3 separate regions of the Mus musculus genome follow, and all the other regions are linked to region 3. A link is a contact called in public ChIA-PET data. All regions are on one chromosome and are shown on one strand. Each heading gives the region's core, a stretch centred on a gene start, on an enhancer-like site or on the middle of the called end of the contact. The rest is flanking DNA. Distances are from core to core; before and after follow the strand shown. Region 1 holds the start of H4f16 (H4 histone 16). Region 2 holds the start of Arhgdib (Rho, GDP dissociation inhibitor (GDI) beta). Region 3 holds the start of Dera (deoxyribose-phosphate aldolase (putative)).

Region 1 (3,403 bases), core at 4-2,503, 950 kb before region 3:
GAACACGAGATAACCATATCTTAATGAAATGCCAGGTTCCTGCTCCAGGAACTGTAGGAACAGTCTCCTATTTCTTCAGCCAGTGAGAAGACCCGTAAACATCAGATGTAAAAACCTAGAGATCTGAAAAACAAAACTACCGTTTTGAGTAATGTGTACAGAAAGCCGGTAAGCAGACCTGAGTCCAGGGGCCTAAGGAAGCGACTTCCTGGATCCAGAGTTAAACCCATCTGGGTATGGAGCATCGAATACAAGTACTTTGAAGGAGCAGCAAGGGCTGTGACTAACCTACTCTGAAGACTTAAATGAGACACATATGGTCTGTGGAAGCTGAAACAGAAGGACCACCGAAAGACTTATACCAGCCTGAACTAAATGGTAGACATCCGAGTGCTCCTCTTCCCCCAAACCCACGTGCTTAAGGCAGAGAAACAGCTACAGCTGAGAAAGCCAAGTTTAAGCTACAGGGTGACTTTATTGTGGGGTTCCAAGCCTCCACACCTGCCCTCATTCAGGTCCACTGTCTCTACAGGAGCTTTTTTCCCCTTTTTAGAGCGTCCGCAGAGGCTGCACCCTAGCACTCTGGGGCTGTCAACTCAACAGACACCTAAAAAAACTCATTCACGCAGACCACTCCGCAAGCATTCTGAGCAGGTCCCAGGCGGTAGGCGGGGCCACCAGCCCAAGTCCTCCAATGAAAAAGTGCACCCAGGCAGCTCAATTTGCATACAAGACAAAGCATACCAAATACAAAAAGTAATGAGACGCTCATAACTAGTGAGAACTACAAATGTCCACAGCTCCTTTCTGATGCTTTGTGGGCCCTGAAAAGGGCCTTTGTGGATGGGGGAAGCCGGCCAAGGGAACGGCCTAGGCACAGGAGGGCTCGCTTAGCCGCCGAAGCCGTACAGAGTGCGGCCCTGGCGCTTGAGCGCGTACACCACGTCCATAGCCGTAACCGTCTTGCGCTTGGCGTGCTCGGTGTAGGTGACGGCGTCGCGGATCACATTCTCAAGGAAAACCTTGAGGACACCGCGAGTCTCCTCGTAGATGAGACCCGAGATGCGCTTCACGCCGCCACGCCGAGCCAACCGCCGGATAGCGGGCTTGGTAATGCCCTGGATGTTGTCGCGGAGAACCTTGCGGTGTCGCTTGGCGCCACCTTTCCCCAGACCCTTGCCGCCTTTTCCTCGTCCTGACATATTAGTAAACAACCTAATAAAGAGACAGGAGAAACTACAGTAATCCGCCGCCGAGCAAGAGCTTATATTTCCTGGGAGCGGACCTGATTGAAAACAGCAAGGAGTGGGCGGAGCTCTAGACTCCACCCCCTGGCTCTTTGTGCTCTGCTGTCTCCCAAGAACCATAAAACCCTTTCGGTTCCCTCTCCAAATTCCAGGAACCCTAGCACATTTGAAAGTTTAAATAATATAAGGTAACAATCTATTTCTCCTCTTTTTTTTTTTTAGCACAAATAAAAACGGCGCATCATGCTTGTTATCTTCAGTGCACGCTGATTCGGTATTTTCTAAGCAGCATGCTTGTTTTTACACAACTTTAATGTGAAAATGAAAAGAAGCTAGCAATAGAAATCTAGCTTACTAGGTCTTATACCGAAGCAGTTTACATTTTCACGAGAGAGTCTTTTGAGGGGATAGAAGTGTTTTAGTGCCTTTCTTTTGTGGCCACGATAAGAAAATTATGCTAGTTCCCACTTCCTATTTGGTTTCAACTGTTTCTGCAGTGTATGGATTTTCTGCTCCTGCATTGCAAACACATTGGTATTCGCTTTTCAGCCAATTGTTCCTATAGTTACTTAGCTGAACTATTGTAACTTGTCATTTAGATCCGAGGTCCTTGTTGCTTGCGTTTAAAAGAGACCTGGTGACTCACATCTGTAATTTAGGCTCTCCGGAGGCTGAGGCAGGATTGCCAAGAGCTGGGGCCAGCCTAGGCTAGACAGACTCAAATACATTTCCCCTCCTCCCCACTCAAATAGCTTGTAAAGTACCAGAAGTCAAAAGCATGACTCCGAATAACAGGACTGTCCTTAAGTTTGTTTCGTTTTTAAAGACAGCAGGTTTTGGGCTGGAGAGATGGCTCAGTGGTGAAGAGCACTGACTGCTCTTCTGAAGGTCCTGAGTTCAAATTCCAGCAACCACATGGTGGCTCACAACCACCTGTAATGAGAACTGATGCCCTCTTCTGGTGTGTCTGAAGATAGCTACAGTGTACTTACATATAATAAATAAATAAATCTTAAAAAAAAAGAAAAAGGCAGCAGGATAAATGCGTTTAGTTTGTAGTACTTTACAATTCCCATTAGTTCCACAACTCAAACAGCATTTCATTTGTTTGTCCCCTCCCTGTCTCTTAGAGATTGAGCTCTAGGATAGCTGGAGGGGGAAGAAGCCTTAATCATTGAATTTTACCTCATGATTTTAAATCCCTTGCTCTTCAGAATTCTTACCAAAATGAAAGCTGCTGCCAGAATACTTATTCAAATTTGTAAAACTGTGTGTCAACAAACAAACAAACAATCAACAACAACACACACAAAAAAAAGAGAGAAAAGCAAAAAGAAAGCAAAGAGACCTTTCCATAAACATACATTTAAGATGGTTTACAGAAGATATTCTAGAGCTTTCTTCCCCAAAACTGCACCAGAGGTTTCCATACACATTGACTTAGAATATATAACCTATCGAATGCTTAGGAGCATTAGATAGTATATGAAAGTCAGCTGTTAGGTGGTACAGCCAGGATTCTGAGGAAGTTGGCTCCGGGATACCTCCTTGATGGTGGAGTATATTGTTCAGATCCAAAGGTGTATGGGGGACCCCAGCTCCTGGTTAGCTCATTACTGTGCTAGGAAATAAAGATGTACATAGATAGAAGTACATGGGGTTGGTTTTTCTCTGTGTGTGTTTAATATTTTGTATCTTGGGACAGGATCCTATGTAGCTCAGGCTAGGTGGGAACTCTCTCTGTAGCTAACGATGGACAATCTTCGATGGACAATCTTGACTCTCCTGTCCACGCCTCCTTTATACTAAGATCACAGACAGGCCCCACTTCACTTGGTTCTGTGGAGTTTATTTAAATAAAATCGCAATTAGACTAAGGAGAGGGTAAATTTATGATATTTTAATTAAATGGATACAAAAAAACCTACATGACATTTAATCAGCGTTTGACATTACTTAGTTGTGTAATTTCAGAAATGCAGTAAACTGAAGTACCGGAGTGAAACAGTGGAAGAAAAACACTTTAGTTTGTTTCAAATGTCAAGGGCCTATCATATGAATCATAAGAACAAGTTGAGGGATTCTGTTTCCAGTGTCTTGGCCTAAGAGTAATCTAAAGTCTCGATGGAGCACCAAGTGACAACCTCCAGCAGGCA
Region 2 (3,364 bases), core at 703-3,202, 810 kb before region 3:
TATTAGACCCCCGAGGAATCCCCTGTGGAGTTTTAGTCAGCTTGGGTTGAGGAAACCAGAATATTATCAATAAAGGGCAACCTGGTAAGATCTTATTGTATGGATGAAAGTACCAGTGATTTTTCAGGAGCAATCAAGACCCGAGGCCTGCAAAACTCTACCTGGGACTCAACCCACCATCCACCAATGTAGTCCATCTCAGCAGCGAGGCTGCTGTGCAAACAAAGACATTCCACATGTGGGATTAGAGAAATCTTCTTCCACAGACAATGTCTAAGGCTATCAACTCTTTTACTGTACCACTATATGAACTGCTGAACACTTCCTTAATATTCTTCTCCATTCTCTCAGTATGAAAATCGTGAGTTTCTCAATACCAGGCTTGGCACACCAGAGGGCTCTGAGCCAACCCTGGCTGTCTTTTCTCTCTGCTTAGTTTTCACCCCACAGGGCTTCTTCTCCCTTCCTGTTAGCTCAAGTTTGTCACGGATCATATTCCCGTAAATTCCCCTCAGAGTAACTCTGCTGTTCTGAGCTTCCAGTGGAAACCAAACTGTGCGCGGCTGAGCAAAGCCTGTCTCCCTGGGACAGACCCACACTCTCCAAAATGGTGAAGGACCAAATTCCGAGGGCAAGAAGATGCCCATGAGGTTTAGGCCGGCTAGTCATGGTTGTTTCTCACTGGCAGAGTGTGGGCCACGTGGAAGGAGAGTTGATCATGTTCTATCAGAAACCTGAAGGACTCACAAAAGAATAAGCTCATTTTGTCAGTAAACTTGCACTGTGTTTGAAACGGGCAGGGGTACACTCTTAGAAATGCCACAGAGAGAAATGGCACCTGTTGGTGACAAATTCCCAGCCAGCAGGTCACCGCTGATCTCTTCTTGAGTTCTCATGTGGGGAACCCAGTGTGCTAAGCCTGACTTCAGAAGGCTCTTAGTGTCTTTGTGAAGGGGTGGTTTGGGGGCCTTCCTGTAAGAGTCTGACTCCCTCACCGCCTAGTGAAAAACTACTCAGAGCTTCTCAGACCCATGCTACAGTTACCCAAAATGGGGCATTTAGCACTTGCTGACTGGAAAACCTGAGAAAGAGAGGAGAGCATACCAAGTGATGCCTAGAGCCCTTCTAGCAAGGCCAAAGTTCAGACCACGACAGCTGGAAGGCCCACCGACCACGTTTATAGCTGGGCCCACGCAGACTCTCCTAGTGCCTCTCCCACAGTTTTCTCCACATCTTCTGGGTCTGCATCAGTTCCCCTTGATGTGGAGGGCTGCTTTGTTTTTTGGCAGTCACAGTGAATATCTTCCTGCCCAGCCCACTGCAGGAATTTAATTCCCCTGGTTTTTGCTAAGGGCTTAGCATTTGACAGCTCTGCACCATATTTTCTCTCCTTTCAAACAGTCTCTTTAAAGTGTGCTCAAAAACAGGAAACCACACATCTCCACCCCAGCACAAGCCGCCATCCACAGCACAGTCAGTATCAGAGGTAGGGTTTTCCTTTTCCTGAGCGCAGCCAAATTCCAGCTCCTGCCTAGCAAGGAAACCACCCAGTGCTGCCCCCCACTCCGCCCCCATTCCAGGTATCCCCAGAGCCCTTCTCTAGAACATTCTGGTAGCAGGGTACTCTCTCCTACCTCCTTCAGCTTGTCTCCCCTTCTCAGGGCTGACTTCCCCTTTTCTGCTCCAGCAATCTCTTTAGCACTTTCTTATCATGAAGTTCGGTTTAAAGAACCGCCCTTCCTAAGAACAGCAACAGCTCCTCTGGCAAGGGCAGTAGGGTGGTTCTGAGATTTCCTACAGGACTCTGCGCCCACCTGCAGCCTCCCCACCTCAGGCATTCAACTTACATTCCAGGCTCCAGTCGGCCCTGTGTCTCTGGAGGTTACCTCTGTCTCTCAACTCTGACTGAGGACTGGCAGAACAGGAAGGAAGTTGAGAGAGAGAGAGAGAGAGAGAGAGAGAGAGAGAGAGAGAGAGAGAGAGAAGAGGAAAAAATGTTTTAAACCTACTTGACAAGGAAACCCTGGGCTGTCTCGATATCCTGCTCTGCCTATCTTCCGATCAGCCGTCTGAGCAGCATTCTTGACAATTAATGACACATGTGGAGCAAACCAGCCCATGTGACATAGATGCATGAGTGTGCATGCTGGGGGAGGGTCCCTGTAGCTGTGTGTGCTTTCAATGACTGGGTGTGCGTGTCTAAAAGCCATAATCTCGGGGAGAGACATAGGGCCCCTAAACAGAAGTAATAGGCTTTATTGTGTACTACAAACTTCTGCTCCTCTAAGGCTCCTGTCAGCTTTCTTTTATTTATAATTCATTTATTTATAGTAAGACAACTTGCTGGTAGGAAATGAGGAGTAGAAATTATGAATGTTAAATGTATATACTGGGTGCTCAATTTAAATAATTTGTCTTCAGACAGAGGGTTTTTTTTTTGAGCTTTATTTATTGGTCCTCATTTGAAGATGTTGCTGTGTATTATTGCACCACAAGCCTTCAAACGAAATAAACAAAAGTAAAAACAAAAGCAAGAACAAACACTGTTGGTTATATCTAGGAATGTAGATTGTAAATGCAGCTTCATTAATTCCTCATCTAACGCAGAAATCTGTGACAATCACATGGATGCTAAAATTGACTTTGCAGCTATTTGAGGAGTGGCTTGTGAATAAATTTAAATGAGAACAAGCTGCCAACACTGTGTGCAGTCCCGTTGGAGACAGGGCTGCGGTGTCTGCGTTTCGATGCTTTCTCTAACTTGCTCCTAAGCTGCGGTCAACAAGGCATGCTCGTTTATACTAACATTTCAATAATCAGTATTTGTATTAATATGCGTAGTGACTGCTACCTCAACCAAGGCACTTGGGGAAAATGGCACTTTTCCTCTCTTCATCCAAATAGGCTGCATGCTCTTCAGTTATTTTGAACGTCGCTGTGAGTTGTGTCTGGTGCTGAGATGTATTCAAATGCTAAGTACTGGCCACCAAGATCTGGTTGTCCCCCAACATCTTCAGTAGACCAAGTGATGCTATGTAAATCTCATTCCCCAATTGAAAACTATTGGCTAGATAAAAGTGGTTACAGCCAATTACCAGGTAGAATAGAGGCAAGTGGGTTTTCAGTTACCAGGATGAGGGTCGCAGGTAGGGACCATGGGAAAAAAGAGAGAAGGAGAGGAAGAAGAGAGGACGAGGAAGGAGAAAGGAAAGAAAGAAAACAGGAGGTCTCCATTAGACATGATGAACCAGGAGTATGTGGCCGTGAAATGCCCCGCCCACCAGGATAGACTGATGGAGCAGAAATAACCTGGGATGTGTGTGGGGGGCGATGGGGGAAGACTCAAACATCAACTACTTGTGGA
Region 3 (3,461 bases), core at 180-2,679:
TACCAGATTGCTGCTTAATTCTCAAAATTTGAGTCTCTGGGTATATGTACATCTCTGGCAGGACTTTCCTGAGATGAAAGAACTAGAGCAATTGATTCACTAGAGAAACTTGTAGTTCAGACAAACTTGTAGCTCAGCAGAGATGGTCCATGTGAGTACAGATACAGTGGCTCACCCCCTAGACTGTGAACCTGGAGTAATTCAGAGAAACCAGGCTGAGAAAAATCATCACTGAATCTCAACTTTAGAAAGCAAAGAAATTGTCGCGATCCTTTCTTACAGATAAGGAAAATGAAGTTCACAAAGGCCAGTAGTGTGTCCTAGGTTACATGCTCAATTATTCACAGAACTAAGGCCAGTAGTGTGTCCTAGGTTACATACTCAATTATTCACAGAACTAAGTTAAAAAAATTCTTTTCAGGCCTGAAGAGGGAACTGAGCAGTTGAGAGTGCTTGCGCTTCTTAACACTTAAGTATGGTTCCCAGCTCCTGACTAACTCTTGGTCCAGAGTGGCCTGGCCTGGCCTTTGCACATACCTGAACACATGTGCTATGCACACATATGTGTGTAGACACAAAAATGAAAATACTATATTTTCTAAATGAAAGAAGCTGGACCTTTTATTGAATGTAGCATCTGCCTGTAATCCCAGCAATGGGGATCTGGGGTCTGGGGCAGGAGATTCAACACAGCAACCTCTTGTCCAACCGTGATTACAAAGCAAACTGTCTTAAAAACAAAACGAAAGGGCTGGAGAGATGCTCAGCGGTAAGAGCACTGACTGCTCTTCCAGAAATCCTACGTTCAATTCTCAGCAACCACATGGTGGCTCACAACCATCTGTAATGGCGATCTAATGCCCTCTTTTGGTGTGTCTGAAGACAGCTACAGTGTACTCATATACATAAAATAAATCTTAAAAAAAAAAAAAACAAAAATAAGAAACCGAGTCTTCCTAAGCTTATGTCCTAGCTGCTCTTTCACTGAGTCCAGACTAGAAATTACAGCGCGTTCTAGCTCCTAGACTACCTTGGCTGTCCCCTGAGGGCTCTGGAACACTACCCACAATTCGGGTCCAAGACTACATTGCTCCGCTCATGCAAGAAAGAATCCAGTCCTGCCACTCACATGATCCTACAGCTAAAGTTCCTAAGTCTGATTCTGTCTAGTTCAATTGGCCATGTAAGCATTTAAAAATGGTCTGGGAGACTTCTGGAGCTGGGGAATGCTCAAGTCACAGGCCTGACCTGGAAAGACAGGGAACAGGTAGGGTGATGACCTGGCTGGGCTCCAAGCCCAGGAGCTGGAGAAAAGTTTAAGTGGTACAGGACCGAAGAGGCGTGGCTTTGGTAGGGCGTTGCAAAAGGGGCGTGGCTCTGGGCGGGGACTTGACAGGAAGGAGGAAGGCCAGGCCCGTGTGGCGACCTGGAGCAAGGGTTGGCTTTCAGCGGTGGCCACAATGGCTGCTCACTGCCGGGGCACAGAGCTCGGTAAGGGCCAGCGGGTTGCGCTCCCCTTCGCCAGGTTGGGGGTGGGGGTGCCCAGGGCGATCCCCGGAGGGCGGAGACCTGAACTGAGGCAGAACTCGGGGACAGCCCTGTCGCCAGGCTCTATGCAGTCTTAACCCTTTAAGCGGAAGCAAGGAAGGGTTAATTAGATCTTTGCACTATGTAGCTCTGTGGTCGCAGTAAACCAACCCGAGTGAAAAGCCTGCCGGGTACTTGTGTGCCATTCATTTACTGCCGGACTCACGTAGCCATTCCCAAAGTTGGCTGTGCTGGTGGTCATCGCCGTCTGCTAAAAATGATTTTAAATGCTTAGACAAAATGTTCTTTTTAAAACTATTTTTCACCTTATTGATACTAGTTCAGATATTTCTGGGAAAAAAAATTAAAAGTCTGTAATTCAAACGTAGCAAAAACGTGACTGAGCCAAATGTCAATGACTTAACTTTGCATAATAGATTGTTTGCTTTGTATCCTGGACCCTCTTAGGTGTGTGATTTTGGGTAAATTACTCACTCTGTGCTTATATACCGGCATCTGTAAAGTAGTTATTTATTAGGAAGCTACTTCTGTCTGAAGGTGGTTTGGATAGTGTGAGGAGGGGATACTTGGAGCCGCTGGTATATTTCTCTGCACTTAGTGTTGAATAAGCAACGATAATGAGCGCACTAAGTTCTTTTCATAGGGACTGATTTTGAGTGGCTGTGAGTGATACACAGGGTTACTCTTTTCAGAAGGGACTTGCCAGTCTAGACTTTAGAAGTGTTTAGAATTGCATGCTTGACAGGTAGTCTCTGTACCAGGTTAATGGCACTTTAGTCCCTCTCTCCAACAGAGCCTTACACTTTATCCCTGCAGTGTAAACTTTAGCAGTGACCCTGGAAGATGGACTAAGGGCTGAAGATGAAGCTAGTCTGCATCTTTGTACAAGGTCGAGGATGTAACATAATTCCCCCCCCCCCCCAACAGCTCTTTTAAAGTTTCAAATTTTCCTTTCAGGAGATGCAATTAAGCCAATTTTACTCCCCCCCCCCCCCCCCGCCCCCAGCCCCTAGGTTTCTCTGTGTAGCTCTACACTGTCCTGGAACTCACTCTATAGACCAGGCTGGCCTGGAACTCAGAAATCCACCTGCCTCTGCCTCCCAAGTGCTGGGATTAAAGGCGTACGCCACCACTGTCCGGCCATTTTTACTTTCTTAAAGTGTAAGTCCTGGGCTGGGTGCTATTGCACACACCTGTAACCCCAGCATCAGTTGTGTGTCAGGTTAGCCTGGACTATATAGAAAGAGCTTTCTTAAAAAGCCATCAAAACACTACCTTTCCCGTGTTGCAAAGTAACAGTGTAGACATTAACAGCTGCTATTTAGAGTAATAGTTAATGTGCACTCACACCTCCATGTATAGATTATATTTTCCTTACTGTTCTTGTTATAATCACATAGATTGCAAGAGTTTTTGTGTGCTGTGGTATTAATCCTTAGGCGTGACACAGCTGTAATCTAATCTGCTAAAGTAAATCACGTGAATTATATATGTACTATGAAAAAAATTGTTCTGTATTAATTTCAACATTGCTTTAATTGATGAGTTTTGTGGTTTTTTGCTGATTAAAGACATCTTAATGTTTTTAATGAGTACTACTTTTTAAAAAGAAATTAGCGTTATTTAAACACATTTGTATTAAAAAATTTTTAGGAAAATGCAGTTATCACCAGGGAGATTGTAGAATTCATTAGTCATTGTTATTTACAATTTTTTTCATTTTATTTTTATTTTATGTGTGAGATTTTGCCTGTACACGGTCTGTTTACCATTACACGTGCAATGCCTGTTGAGGCCAGAAGAGGGCATCCAATCCCCTGGGATTGGATTTCAGATGGTCTATGGCTGCCATGTGGGAGTTGAACTCAGGGCCTCTGGAAGAGCTCTTGACTGCTGAGACATCTATCTCATCA

What was found. ChIA-PET counts read pairs in DNA pulled down with a chosen protein or histone mark.
Region 1: an RNA polymerase II ChIA-PET map of memory CD8 T cells shows a contact between it and region 3, with 18 read pairs. The contact joins the promoter of H4f16 here to the promoter of Dera in region 3. A contact is called at or near these places in 4 of 39 promoter capture datasets (the C10 cell line, erythroid cells and liver), 3 of 484 Hi-C or Micro-C datasets (embryonic stem cells and stem cell-derived epiblast-like cells), 6 of 115 datasets of contacts at active chromatin or transcription factors (effector CD8 T cells, embryonic stem cells, epiblast stem cells and 2 more) and 3 of 9 other capture datasets (adipose tissue, embryonic stem cells and macrophages).
Region 2: a contact with region 3 is called in an RNA polymerase II ChIA-PET map of effector CD8 T cells, with 6 read pairs. The contact joins the promoter of Arhgdib here to the promoter of Dera in region 3. A contact is called at or near these places in 2 of 115 datasets of contacts at active chromatin or transcription factors (effector CD8 T cells and memory CD8 T cells) and 1 of 9 other capture datasets (adipose tissue).

What each region holds. Positions count from the first base shown.
Region 1 is chr6:136,803,178-136,806,580 of GRCm38.p6, forward strand. It overlaps H4f16 (H4 histone 16), which reads right to left and starts at 1,254. Exons shown (of 1, transcript NM_175652.3): 1 at 816-1,254. The coding sequence starts at 1,202. The coding sequence ends at 891.
Region 2 is chr6:136,939,804-136,943,167 of GRCm38.p6, forward strand. Arhgdib (Rho, GDP dissociation inhibitor (GDI) beta) reads right to left here and starts at 1,953. Exons shown (of 6, transcript NM_007486.5): 1 at 1,848-1,953.
Region 3 is chr6:137,753,148-137,756,608 of GRCm38.p6, forward strand. It overlaps Dera (deoxyribose-phosphate aldolase (putative)), which reads left to right and starts at 1,430. Exons shown (of 9, transcript NM_172733.1): 1 at 1,430-1,491. The coding sequence starts at 1,461.